4 separate regions of the Mus musculus genome follow, and all the other regions are linked to region 1. The links are chromatin contacts, called in public HiCAR-type, HiChIP or PLAC-seq and promoter capture Hi-C maps. All regions are on one chromosome and are shown on one strand. The core of a region is the stretch at or near the end of the contact, and the rest is flanking DNA. Distances in the headings are between cores, read along the strand shown. Region 1 holds the start of Six5 (sine oculis-related homeobox 5). Region 2 holds the start of Meis3 (Meis homeobox 3). Region 3 holds the start of Dhx34 (DEAH (Asp-Glu-Ala-His) box polypeptide 34). Region 4 holds the start of Tmem160 (transmembrane protein 160).

Region 1 (3,069 bases), core at 325-2,824:
CGAGGCGCGTTGCCTGCTCCTGTTCGCCGCTGCTCTGGCTGCTGCCGCCACACTGGGCTGCACTGGGTTGGTGGCCTATACCGGCGGTCTCACCCCAGTCTGGTGTTTCCCGGGAGCCACCTTCGCCCCCTGAACCCTAAGACTCCAAGCCATCTTTCATTTAGGCCTCCTAGGAAGGTCGAGCGACCAGGGAGCGACCCAAAGCGTCTCTGTGCCCATCGCGCCCCCCCCCCCCCCCCACCGCTCCGCTCCACACTTCTGTGAGCCTGGGTCCCCACCCAGCTCCGCTCCTGTGATCCAGGCCTGCCACCTGGCGGCCGGGGAGGGAGGAACAGGGCTCGTGCCCAGCACCCCTGGTTCCTGCAGAGCTGGTAGCCACCGCTGCTGCAGCAGCTGGGCATTCGCCGACCTTGCTTTACTCAGCCCCGACGTGGATGGGCAAACTGCTCAGCTCATCCGATTTCACTTTTTCACTCTCCCAGCCATCAGTTACAAGCCATAAGCATGAGCCCCCTATTTCCAGGGACATCCCATTCCCATAGTGATGGATCAGCAAGACCTCTGCCAGCACACACGGAGTCTTTGGCTTCGGACAGCCTCACTCCTGGGGGTTGCTGCAACTCCTTCCCCGTGTACACGTCTGCACTCTAACAACGGAGCCACAGCTGCACTCCCCCCTCCCCCAAAGCAGTGTGGGTATTTATTGATCTTGTTATCTGACTCACTGACAGACTCCGGGACCCACGTTTTAGATGCATTGAGACTCGACATTCCTCGGTATTTATTGTCTGTCCCCACCTACGACCTCCACTCCCGACCCTTGCGAATAAAATACTTCTGGTCTGCCCTAAATCCCGCGCAATATCTCTGTTGTGGAAAGGAAACCGCCCCGCAGGCCAATGGAGAGTCCAATAGAGACAACCAATGGCTTGAGTGGGAGCTAGAGGGGAGGCAAAGCGCACGAATCAGGTTGAAGGGTGGGGCTTAGGCATCCAGCCAGTAGGAGAGAAGCAACAAGCCACCAGAGACACCACCGCCCCCCACCCTCCCCCCCAGCTGTGACCCAGCTGTGCCACTCAAGTTTGGAAAAAAGTAGGGGGTTGGGCCAGCAGCGGGCACACCATCTTCCCACTGCGCCTGCGCAAGCCACGCGCATCCGCTTTTTGGACCGACACTCCAGAAAAGTTGCTGCAAACTTTCTAGCGCGATTCCCCGCCCCTCCTCCCAGCTAGATCCACCGCCTACCCGCGGGGCCGGGAATTCCGAGGGGCGGAGCACGGCGCGGAGATGGGAAGGGAGGGGGCCCTTCAAGGGACCCGGGAGATGGGAGCGGCTTCGCGCCCTTAACCCTCCGGACGGCCCATTACCTTCTCCGTTGCTCTGATAGGGAAACTGAGGCCCTGAGTCAGAGGCACACAAGGGGGGAAGGCCAAAAGCGCGGCCAGAGACGGAGGGAAAACAAAGAATCCTGACAGCCCGGGAGGGGGGCGGACACACAGGGACAAGGACAGACCCGAGTGCAGAGCTGGGTCTAGTCTTTGGGAGGGGGCCAGAAGACTGCAAGGGGACCGGGGGGGGGGGCGGCGAGGAGGACTGGGCGGAGGAGGGGGCTGGGGAAGCCCGCGGGAGGCGGCAAAGGAGGGAGGAACTTTCCAAAGTTGCCAAACATGGCTACCTCGCCTGCGGAGCCGAGCGCGGGGCCCGCGGCTCGGGGGGAGGCGGCGGCGGCGACCGAGGAGCAGGAGGAGGAAGCGCGCCAGCTTCTGCAGACTCTGCAGGCAGCCGAGGGGGAGGCGGCGGCGGCCGGGGCGGGAGATGCGGCGGCGGCGGCGGACTCTGGGTCCCCGAGTGGCCCGGGGTCTCCCCGGGAGACCGTGACCGAGGTGCCCACTGGCCTTCGCTTCTCGCCCGAACAGGTGGCATGCGTGTGCGAGGCGCTGCTGCAGGCGGGCCACGCCGGCCGCTTGAGCCGCTTCCTGGGCGCGCTGCCCCCGGCCGAGCGCCTACGTGGCAGCGATCCGGTGCTGCGCGCGCGGGCCCTAGTGGCCTTCCAGCGGGGTGAATACGCCGAGCTCTACCAACTTCTCGAGAGCCGCCCTTTCCCCGCCGCCCACCACGCCTTCCTGCAGGACCTCTACCTGCGCGCGCGCTACCACGAGGCCGAGCGGGCCCGTGGCCGTGCGCTGGGCGCTGTGGACAAATACCGGCTGCGCAAGAAGTTCCCTCTGCCCAAGACCATCTGGGATGGCGAGGAGACCGTCTATTGCTTCAAGGAGCGCTCGCGAGCGGCGCTCAAGGCCTGCTACCGCGGCAACCGCTATCCCACGCCTGACGAGAAGCGCCGCCTGGCCACGCTCACCGGCCTCTCGCTTACACAGGTCAGCAACTGGTTCAAGAACCGGCGACAGCGCGACCGCACTGGGACCGGCGGTGGAGCGCCTTGCAAAAGGTGAGGGGGGAACCGACCCTCCTTCCTCGGTGGCCGCTGGAGTCTGCGCAAGTGACCCTTCACATCCCTCTTCGGTGGCGTCGGCGAGTGCATAGGCTGAGCGTGGAGAGACCAGGCACACCCTGGGTTCTCTGGGCATCACTGCCTCAGGGGCAGAGGTTGTTCCAGCTACTTCTAAGCTGGGAACGCAGTGCCAGGAATGGGGGGGGGGGCGGGGGCGGGACGGGCAGTGAGAAAAGTGAGGTATCCCTGGAGGAGCGGTAGTAAGGAAGGGAAAGGGGCCTTTGTCTAAGGCACCCAGGGTAGGGACCCGCTTTTGGGGCCTCTGCAACCTGGCCCCTCGGTAACCATTACTTACACCCACCCCCACGCCCCCTCCAGCCCAAACAGCGTGGTCTGTCGCTTGTCTTTGTTGTGAAACGTGAACCTTCTCCGGCTCCGGTTTCCCTGTAACCCAAGCCCTTCCCCTCCCACCTCAGCGCCAGGCCTCTAGCTCTGGTCTCTGACGCCGTGGGGGTGGGGGGTGAGGAAGAACTGGAGTAAAAGCTGCTGCCTCACTCCGCAGCCACGCGCCTGCCGACCCAGGGGACTTGGGGCAGTCTGGGTGCTCGGCTGCAGGC
Region 2 (3,069 bases), core at 255-2,754, 2.9 Mb before region 1:
ACTCCCCGCCAGCCTCAAAGGGCCAAAGTGGGGAAACCTGAAGGGGGACCCCACTCAGTGTGATAAGCCCACAGTCAGGCAAGGCCCCCTGAAATCTAGAGCCCTGGTTTGTTGCAGAGAGTGAAAGGCATGTTAGAGAAAGGTCTGGACTCCATCAGGATCTGTGGGTGTCCCAGGTGACAGAACAGGGTGAGGAGAAAGAGGGGCACACTCAGGACAATAAGAGGAGCTGAGAAGAAGCAGGGTCCTCCCTCCTCCATAGCCTCTCAGGCCCTCCCCACCTGTCACCCCTGCCCTGGCTTTTGTTTTATTTCCAGCAGAGAAGATGAAGGAGTGCGAGGCCTGTTTATGGGAGTCATAAAATGTACCTCCAGCTAGCCCAGCGGGGCTCACACCACCAACAGTGAGAGAGTCAGTGAGCAGGCTCTCAGCTGCCTCCACTCTCTGCGCTCTCTCTCTCTCTCTCTCTCTCTCTCTCTCTCTCTCTCTCTCTCTCTCTCTCTCTCTCTCTCTCTGATTCTGTTCCCTTCTCTGTCCCTTTCTCAGGTTCCCTTTCTTTCCTTCCTTCCTCTTCCTCCCCCAACCCACATCCTCCTCTTTTCCTCTGGTTTTTGGAGACAGAATCTTACCGTATAAGCAGGCTTGCATCCAACTCATGCTCCTCCTGCCTCAGTCTCCCTGAGTACCACACACACCCGGCACAATTACTTTTTGCCACTGGAATTTCACTCCAAAGCTTGTCTTGGGGTTTGACTGACAGCTTTTGTCTGCACCGCCTCAGTGGCTAGACCCACGATTTACACCCCACCCCACCCCCACCCTCCCACCCCCGCAAGGCTCGGAGGTCCCAGGCTGCTCCCCTAGGGGCAGCTGAGAGGGCTTCATCCAGGCTAAGGGCCTTCCTGAACACAGGGCTCAGAAGGACAGAGGCACACACATCCCTGAGGGAAGCACAGCAGCTCAATACTTTGCCACTTCTAGACACACACTGGAGCCTCGGGCCGACAGCCCCCTTGTCCCCCCAGGGGAGACAAGGGACAGAAACGGAGCAAGAAGACAAACGAAAATATAAGCTTGGTTCTTTCCTGTGCCTGGTTTGCTTTAATCCCGTCTCATGGTTAGACAGGAGAGACAGAGACAGAAGAGTGACCAGAGAGGAGGGGCAAAAAGCTACTGCAGACCCCTGGCGGCCAGGCAGGGAGAGAGCAAGAAGCAGTGAGGACCAAGAGGGAGGGTGGGGACCGCGGGAAGCTCCAGACACAAGACCCCGCGAATCTGACATACAAAGGCCAAGGTGGGTGGAGGCAGACCTGGAGTCCAGGAAGAGGAGAGGAGGAGGGAGGGGACAGCACGGAGGGAAGAAGGGGAGGCAGAGAAGGAGAGGGAGGAGGGGACTCAGAGGAGAGGGGAGGGACAAGACAGGAGAGGGGCCGCTCGGGAGGAGGCCCCGCTCCGGCAGACAGCGGGTTAAGCGTCTCCGCGTGAACTTCCGGATGTGACACAGGCCGGGCCCGTGTGAGCGGAGGAGCCGCCGCCACCCTCGGCCGCGATCCGCGGGTCTTGGCCACTCGGAGACCCTGGCACCCGGCGGGGACCTCGGGGACCTCCTGCCGCGATGAGCTCCAGGCCGTGACCTCCCGAGCCCAGGACAGGCGGCGCCGGCTCATGGCCCGGAGGGTAGGTGACTGTGCCGTCCCGCCCTGAGCCTCTTTCTGCCTCTAAATGTCCCTTTTTGCCCCTTAGAGTTCCTTCTGCCCCTCCCTCTATTCCTCTCTGTCACTCTCTCCCCCTCACCCCCCCTCCCCTACTCCCTCTATCTCTTGGGTCTTCCCCATCTCTACCCTCTTCCTGTCTGCTTTTCCCCAGGCTTCTGTTGTCTGAGACCCACCCTGGGGTTAGGGGTGGGACATCTCACCAAGCTGCCAGACAAGGGAGAGCAGGGGAGAGATGCGAGCCCTGAGTGTAGGGAGGTTTGGAGACGAACCTGGCAGGAGGTAAAGACCCCATCGTCTGGGTTCACGGTGGGCAGCTGGGAGCAGGTGAATTCACTTCAGGATGCTTAGAGAAGTTAGCCTGCGGAAGCAAAAGAGGAGTGACAGCCACCCAGATGGCCCAGTGCGCCCAGGTCGGCTGGAGAACACAGGACCCTCTGCCTCATACCAGTGAGCCCTTTGCCTCTTGGCGCCCCAGTCTCCCCACTGCTAAGAACCGTCTTCTACCTGGAGATCAAAGGTCCTGCTGCCCCATTGTGATTCCGTAACAGGAGGACCCAGAAATCTGGCTCCTATACTCTTGTTTCTGGTTGGGACTGTTTGCATGGTAGAATAGGGTTACCCTCCCCCAAATGTATTTATTGACTGTTGTCTGATTGTGCTAAATGTCTTTCATTTCCTCATTCATTCAATTCCAACTTGGTGCTAGGTGCGCTCTGACTGACTGACTGACTGTCTGTCTGTCTCTGTCTCTGTCTCTCTGTGTAAGTATATGTGAATGTTTCTCTCTCTCTCTCTCTCTCTCTCTCTCTCTCTCTCTCTCTCTCTCTCTCTCTCTGTGTGTGTGTGCGTGTGTGTGTGTGTAGTTGTCTCTTGCAATTCGGGGTGTAGTGCTCTAAGCCTGCATGCTCTGGAGAACCTACCCTATAGCATACATGTGCATATGTATCACATGCATGTGCATGTCGGCTGTGTGCCCAACTCTGTGTGGATATGGGTATGGTGAATTTACATGTTGGATGTGATAAATTGTTAAGACATTCAGAGGTGTGTAGTGTAATAGCACTCCAGAGGTCAAAGCAGGAGAATTGCTCTGAGTTCCAGGCCAGCATGGGCTGCAAAGTAAGATTCTATCTCAAAACCAAACAAAGCTGGTAGAGCCCTGCCTAGAATCCCCCAGTGAGGGGGCTGGGGGCGTGGCTCAGTGGTAGAGCCCCTGCCTAGAATCCCCCAGTGAGGGGCTGGGGGCGTGGCTCGGGGGTAGAGCCCCTGCCTAGAATCCCCCAGTGAGGGGCTGGGGACGTGGCTCAGTGGTAGAGCCCCTGCCTTGAATCCCCCAGTGAGGGGCTGGGGGCGT
Region 3 (3,069 bases), core at 181-2,680, 2.9 Mb before region 1:
TTGGCTTTATGCAGTCACAGGGGTGGGAGGGACTTGGTCCCCTCTTGGGAGTTGTTAGAGCTACCTTTGAGTGTCCAGGGAGGAAGACCTTGTGAGTCCCACAAACATAGCAGACACTGCAGAGTACAACACTTCTGAGTAAAGACTGAAGCTCGGTGATGACAGGACTGAGAGAACTCTATTCTAGAAGGGAATGAGGACCAGGCCTTGGAAAGCTGCTAGAAGATGGAGCCAGTGATCCTCAGAAAAAGACTGGGACAGTAAGGAGGAGAAAGCTCCTTCTAGGCAACAAAAACCCTGACTCACACTAGGCCCAACATCAGCACCCATGGCTGCCAATGGGTCTGTTCCCTCGGGCATTTTACTCCTTCATTTGGTTTGGGGTCTCAGGTAGTTTAGCCTAACCTTGAACTCTCCACACAGATAAGCATGACCTTGAACTCACTCACCATCCAGTCTCCACCACATAAGTGCTGGGACTGCAAGTAAGCACCATTATGTCCAAGTATGGCTTACCGGGCCATCTTCCCAATACCTCTCTTTCTATTTCTCTATTTCTCCCTCTCTCCCCTCTCTCTCCTCTCTCTCTCTCTCTCTCTCCCTCCCTCCCTCTCTTCCTCAGACCTCCATTTGAATTTCTCCACTTTCTCCATCTTGTTTCAACTTTTCCTCAAATTTATTTATTTTTGGAGACAAGAGTCATCCTATGTAGACTGGGTTGGCCTTTAACTCACAATCCTCCTGCTTCAGCCTCCTGTGCTCAGATCCAGCACCTAGCTCCCGGCCCTCTATTTGTTTACAGTTCTCCAGTCAATACTTTTATCTACCAATGGTGCCTTTCTTTACAGCTACCACTCCGGTATTTCTGTGTAGTCTCAATCACATATGTATACATATATGTTCACTTTCTCACAACATTAAGACTATTTCCACTCTATTTTGCTAAGCTAAATAAGCAGTGCGAGGAACGCAAATCTGGGGTGCATTTCTTCCTTTCGCCATTTTTCAGCACGACTCTACTATCACCTCCAACTTTCAAGGTTCTGTTTCAAACTCCATCTTTTCATAACTGTGGGTCTCACCACCATCCAGGCTTTCTTGCCAATCTCTTCCTGGCGCCCTTGTGAGCCTCTCTTGCAGGCACCCCATCACCCTGGTCCCCTTTTCTCTCCCTTTCTCAGAAACTTGTTCCCTCTGTGGTTTCAGTTCCGGGCCTCTTGGTCCTCCAGCTTCTAAGAATCGCGCACCGCCAGAGCTCTCTGGGTCCTGGCACATTCCTTCATTAAAATTGGGGTTCTCTTGACTCCCCTGCTCGCTCGGAACTATAGCCCCACACAAATCCTGCACCAGGGACCAAAGCCACGCAGACACCCCGCACACACGCCCCGCCCCTTACCTCCGAAATAGCACGGACGCCTCAACTTCCGGTCCTAAATGGTCTGCGCCTGCGCACGCTCCCGCCACTCTCCAGACTGCGCATGCGCAGATCGCGAAAGCGCGACCTGGCCTCTCCGTACAATGAAGCCCAATAGGGAGTAGCGGGCGGGCCAATGCCCATCGCACAAAGCGCTCTTGGGCACCTGGCTTCAGGCAGTGTTTTGGGTGATTTGACGCCCTCTAGAGGCCAGAGGAGGGGTTATAGGTAAGTGCCAGTCCCTAGCCGTGTCCTCTCCACAGCCCTGTAAACCCAGAATTACTAGAAAGTCAAAAGTTTCGGGTCCAAAAAACAAAACAACGCACGCCTCTAATCCCAGCACTTGGGAGGCAGAGGCAGGCGGATTTCTGAGTTCGAGGCCAGCCTGGTCTACAGAGTGAGTTCCAGGACAGCCAGAGCTACACAGAGAAACCCTCTCTCAAAAAAACAAACAAACAAACAAACAAAAAGTTTAGGGTCAGCAAGGGAGCTCAAACACTATTAAAACAGTCCCGTGACTGGGCGAACTAGTGCACGCCTTAAATTCCAGCACTTGGGAGGCAAAGGGAGGTGGATCTCGGTAAGTTCAAGGCCAGCCTGGACTACATAGTGAGTTCAGGTCATCCAGGACTACATATCTAGACCATCTCAAAAACCTAATTAAATTAATAAGACAGTCATGTGGTCACTCTATCACTATAACTCACTAATAAATAATCAGATGTAACCCCAGCAGCCTTAAGCCAGGGACCAGCTCTGTGCTGATCAGTCTTGTGTCCCCTTAAAGCCCTCTCTAGAGCCACACATGTTAAATTAATGACTAAATGGGTGAGAAAAGACTCCAGAGAAAACTACACAGTACTCCTCGATGTGCCAATCACTGGGGAACTGAGCCTCAGTTTCCCCATCGATAACCTAAGAAAACTTGTTGCAAAAAAAAAAAAAAGTCGCTGAAAAGCATATATAAAAATATATAGGCCAGGCTGGGTTGTAGCCAGGTTTTGAGTTCTCTGTTTCCTCTTCTGGTTTCTCTGTGCAGCTCACTTTTTCCCCCCATTCAGATATTAGTGCACTGAAGCTGTCATCTCTGACCTTGCTTCTAAAAGCAGCTCCCTCCACAGAGCGGGCATTATTGCTCAATATTTTATTTCTTTGCTTATTCATGTATTTCAGACAAGAACTTTCTCCTTTGCCCAGGCTCCAACTACTCATCCTTCCACCACCGCCTCCTGAGCGCTGGAATGTTCTTCACCCCGTCCTATTTAATCTTACTTTTGTGACTATCTCTGTGTCCTCCAGTAAGATGTGTGCTCCGTAAAAGTGGAGAACTCTTCTGTTTTGTTCACCAAAGTCTCCTCTGTGCAGAGAAAGAACCCCAGACCTTAAGAATGTACCCCTCCCCAGGTAGTACAATACTAAGGGTAAAGAAGACATTTGGGGGCTGGTGAGATGGCTCAGTGGGTAAGAGCACCCGACTGTTCGTCCGAAGGTCAGGAGTTCAAATCCCAGCAACCACATGGTGGCTCACAACCATCCGTAATGAGATCTGATGCCCTCTTCTGGAGTGTCTGAGGACAGCTACAGTGTACTTACATATAATAAACAAACAAACATTTAAAGAAAAAAAAGACATTTGGAAGCATATAATCTAAATC
Region 4 (3,069 bases), core at 342-2,841, 2.6 Mb before region 1:
AACCATATTAGCCAATCGACAGCCCTTACAGTTTTTAACAATTTCAGCTGTTTTCAGACTGGCATCTTTAATTATGATGAGGGACTGGTAGACTAAGTCCTGCATTCTCTGGCATCCTATGTGTGAAGAACATTGAATCTTTTTCAGTATGCGTATACCCATTTTCTCTGGTACAATTAGTTTGTGATCAGCTAGCTGTCCTCCATCATCTCTTAGGACACTGAGACATGGACAGGGTTTTGGCTCAGATCACATCTTCTGTCTGATCAGAGAGTATGAGGTTTCCTGGGTCTAGGGCAATCAAGGACATGAGGAGCCCAATTTTTAGGGTCACTCACTGGGCTGTCTCACTGCCCTCTGGGACGGAGTTTAGTCTGTCCTTCTGCCGCCAGAAGGCCTCTCTCTATATAAATAGTCCCATAGATATCAGCAGTAGCAAAGGCACACTGGCTATCTGTGTCTCTTGTCTTTTCTCAGCTGTAACGCCTTGGTCAGAGCTGCCACCAGTTCAGCTTTGTGGGTTGATACTCCTGTCCGGAGTGGCTCTGCACATATGATCTGAGCAGTCATGCAGAGGCCCACCGATCAAGGTCAGGGTCAGGCAGCAGGGCAGCTGAAAAGTCATCCTGGGGCATTCAAGAAGAGAGGCTGGTAATGAGTCACCCTGGCGTCATCTTTAACCAGGAGGCCATTGCTGCACTGGTGTATACACAAGGTGGGGGTCGGCTTCTGGCAATTGGTGACAGATTGGCCATTGTCTGATGCCAAGGCCCTGAGTCCCCTGGCTCTAGGGAGGTCACCTGTAGTTAGCAAAGTAAAGCCTTCTTAGAGGAGGCACAATAGTCCGAACTTTTCAGGGCCCCTAAGAGGTCTTGGTTGTTTCTTTTGTTTCTGTTGCCACTGAAAGTCACTTATAAACTGATGAGGAGACTTTACCTTCAGGTTTTAGCAAGGCAGAAAGTTCAACTTTATTATCTACAAACAAGTTGTTGGGTTCCCTTTCACCTTTAGGGCTGCCCTGGGCTTGGGAGGGGCACCTTTGATCTTTAGCCCCCTCCCTCTTATCTCCTTCTCCTGAGACTATCTGTTTTAGGCATTTCTTATGTGTCCCGTGGTTTGGCTGTGGCTGCTATCAAGATCTTTGCCAGGTCTTGAGTCTGTTGCTTCTGTCCCCTCCTCTGCTTCTCCTCTGCAGTCTCTCTTCTGTTAAATACTCTCTCGGCCACTCTCACTAAGTTTGAGTCCCAGTACCGGTAATAACGTTTTGGAAAGAATCTAAGTAAAGACAGGAATGAATTTCCAGAAATGACATCTTATTAAAATCTGCATAGAAGAAAAACTGAAGAGGAATACAACAAAATAGTTATGTGTCCTCTTTAGTGAGGTAACTGGTAGTTGTTTCCGTGAGTTCACCACAGTTTTGCAACTAGTCTAAGCAACTAGTACAAGTTTTGTTTCCTGGCTGTTGAGAGCATTAACTTTTTTGAAACTACAAGTCCCAGCAGATATTCCGCCGCACCCTTCTGCAGGTCGAACTGCCTGCCGTACATTGATCTCTGGGATTTGTAGTCTGATGATAAAAATAAGGTGGGTCACACACTACCGGCACATATAACTGAAGTGGAGACACAGCCAGATACACCAATAGGTATTGCGTTCCGGGATAGAGTTGCGGGCAGATCACCAATGGTTGTGTCGCTCCTCATGAGTGATGTGACCTCCAGCCTACAGTAGGCCCGTGGGGCGGAGCTGGTGTCGCGGCCCCATTGCGAGCCATGGGAGGCGGCTGGTGGTGGGCTCGGGTCGCGCGCCTGGCCCGCCTGCGCTTCCGGGGGTCTCTGCAGCCTCCTCAGCGGCCCCGCAGCGGGGGCGCGCGCGGGTCCTTCGCCCCGGGCCACGGGCCACGCGCGGGAGCGTCGCCGCCTCCAGTGTCCGAGCTGGATCGCGCGGACGCTTGGCTCCTCCGCAAGGCACATGAGACAGGTCAGTGGCAGGGGCCGGGGTCGTTCGCGCTACAAGGAGAGGGGTTTCAATGTGCACGTGGGAGTGGGTGGCCAGAGTAAGGCAAGCATCTGCTGGGAACAGGGCCTGTGCTCAGCGGGGGCAGCTTCCTCATGTGAGCGCAGGGAACCGGTGTTGGGGGTTGGAGATTTTGCAGCCTGGCCGCATAGGACACCATCTTTCGGGTCCTGGCTAAAGGGGTACAGCAGGGATTAGTGGGGGTGGGGAGGAGGCTACGGTTAGGAAGAAGTAGTTGGCAGCACCACACTGCCTAGGTGAGAGACCGTTCCAGAGGCAGCTGGGAGGGAACAAGTTGCTTGAGACAGGGGTATCCGTTAGGATTACAGACAGAGGGGACCACTTGGAATAAAACAAGAGTGTGGCTACCCGCAGAAGATGGGGAAGTTCCGGATTGGACCAGCGTGTAACCAATGGTAGAGAAGGTGGCTGCTGATTGGAGGGAGAGGTGATCTAGACTGCAGAGGGAGGAATCTCAAACGAGGCAATGAGTTGAGAGATTGGAGCTGGTCTGGTGTTGAATGGGGCTAGTAGTGGGAACAGCCTTTTGGCAGCACTCAGGTACTTGAGTGGTGGGGAGGTGTGGACGCAAGGATGAGGCCATGCTAGGTAGGAGCGGTTACCACACAGGGGAAGGGACAGGCTGGAGAAGTTTGTCCCAGAGGTCTGAGGGAGAGAGGGAAGACCGCAGGATGCACAAGGGAAGACTTGGGAAGACTTTCTATCCTCAAACTTCAATTCGTGCTCTAGATTTTGAACGTCTGGGACAGAAGGGTAAAGGAATGGGACTTGCATGGGGCTTCCCGGAAGGGATCCGCATCTAGAATACTTTTGTCTTGTGGCTGAATAGGGTGAGAGGGGATCTAGGAAGCAGGGCTTGCTGATGCAGAGCTCCATCCCCCAACTCCCCGCAGCTTTTCTCTCCTGGTTCCGAAATGGACTTCTGTCATCCGGCATTGGGGTCATCTCCTTCATGCAGAGTGACATGGGCCGGGAAGCTGCCTATGGTGAGTACAGACCATCCCTATGGGAAATGGGCCCCTCCCCCTT

What was found. Promoter capture Hi-C pulls out the DNA fragments that hold promoters and counts their contacts. HiCAR-type assays count read pairs that join an accessible place to other places. HiChIP or PLAC-seq counts read pairs in DNA pulled down with a chosen protein or histone mark.
Region 2: a contact with region 1 is called in an H3K4me3 HiChIP or PLAC-seq map of stem cell-derived neural progenitor cells, with 6 times the contacts expected there. The contact joins the promoter of Meis3 here to the promoter of Six5 in region 1. A contact is called at or near these places in 1 of 39 promoter capture datasets (hippocampal neurons) and 2 of 115 datasets of contacts at active chromatin or transcription factors (astrocytes and stem cell-derived neural progenitor cells).
Region 3: a promoter capture Hi-C map of embryonic stem cells shows a contact between it and region 1, with 5 times the contacts expected there. The contact joins the promoter of Dhx34 here to the promoter of Six5 in region 1. A contact is called at or near these places in 2 of 39 promoter capture datasets (embryonic stem cells and liver) and 1 of 9 other capture datasets (macrophages).
Region 4: a contact with region 1 is called in a HiCAR-type map of astrocytes, with 2.7 times the contacts expected there. The contact joins the promoter of Tmem160 here to the promoter of Six5 in region 1. A contact is called at or near these places in 1 of 39 promoter capture datasets (cranial neural crest) and 1 of 115 datasets of contacts at active chromatin or transcription factors (astrocytes).

What each region holds. Positions count from the first base shown.
Region 1 is chr7:19,092,970-19,096,038 of GRCm38.p6, forward strand. Six5 (sine oculis-related homeobox 5) reads left to right here and starts at 1,575. Exons shown (of 3, transcript NM_011383.1): 1 at 1,575-2,449. The coding sequence starts at 1,668. It overlaps Dmpk (dystrophia myotonica-protein kinase), which reads left to right. Exons shown (of 15, transcript NM_001379257.1): 15 at 1-852. The coding sequence ends at 140.
Region 2 is chr7:16,173,891-16,176,959 of GRCm38.p6, forward strand. Meis3 (Meis homeobox 3) reads left to right here and starts at 1,505. Exons shown (of 13, transcript NM_008627.4): 1 at 1,505-1,677. The coding sequence starts at 1,666.
Region 3 is chr7:16,220,602-16,223,670 of GRCm38.p6, forward strand. Dhx34 (DEAH (Asp-Glu-Ala-His) box polypeptide 34) reads right to left here and starts at 1,431. Exons shown (of 17, transcript NM_027883.3): 1 at 1,397-1,431.
Region 4 is chr7:16,451,188-16,454,256 of GRCm38.p6, forward strand. Tmem160 (transmembrane protein 160) reads left to right here and starts at 1,592. Exons shown (of 3, transcript NM_026938.1): 1 at 1,592-1,983; 2 at 2,934-3,026. The coding sequence starts at 1,776.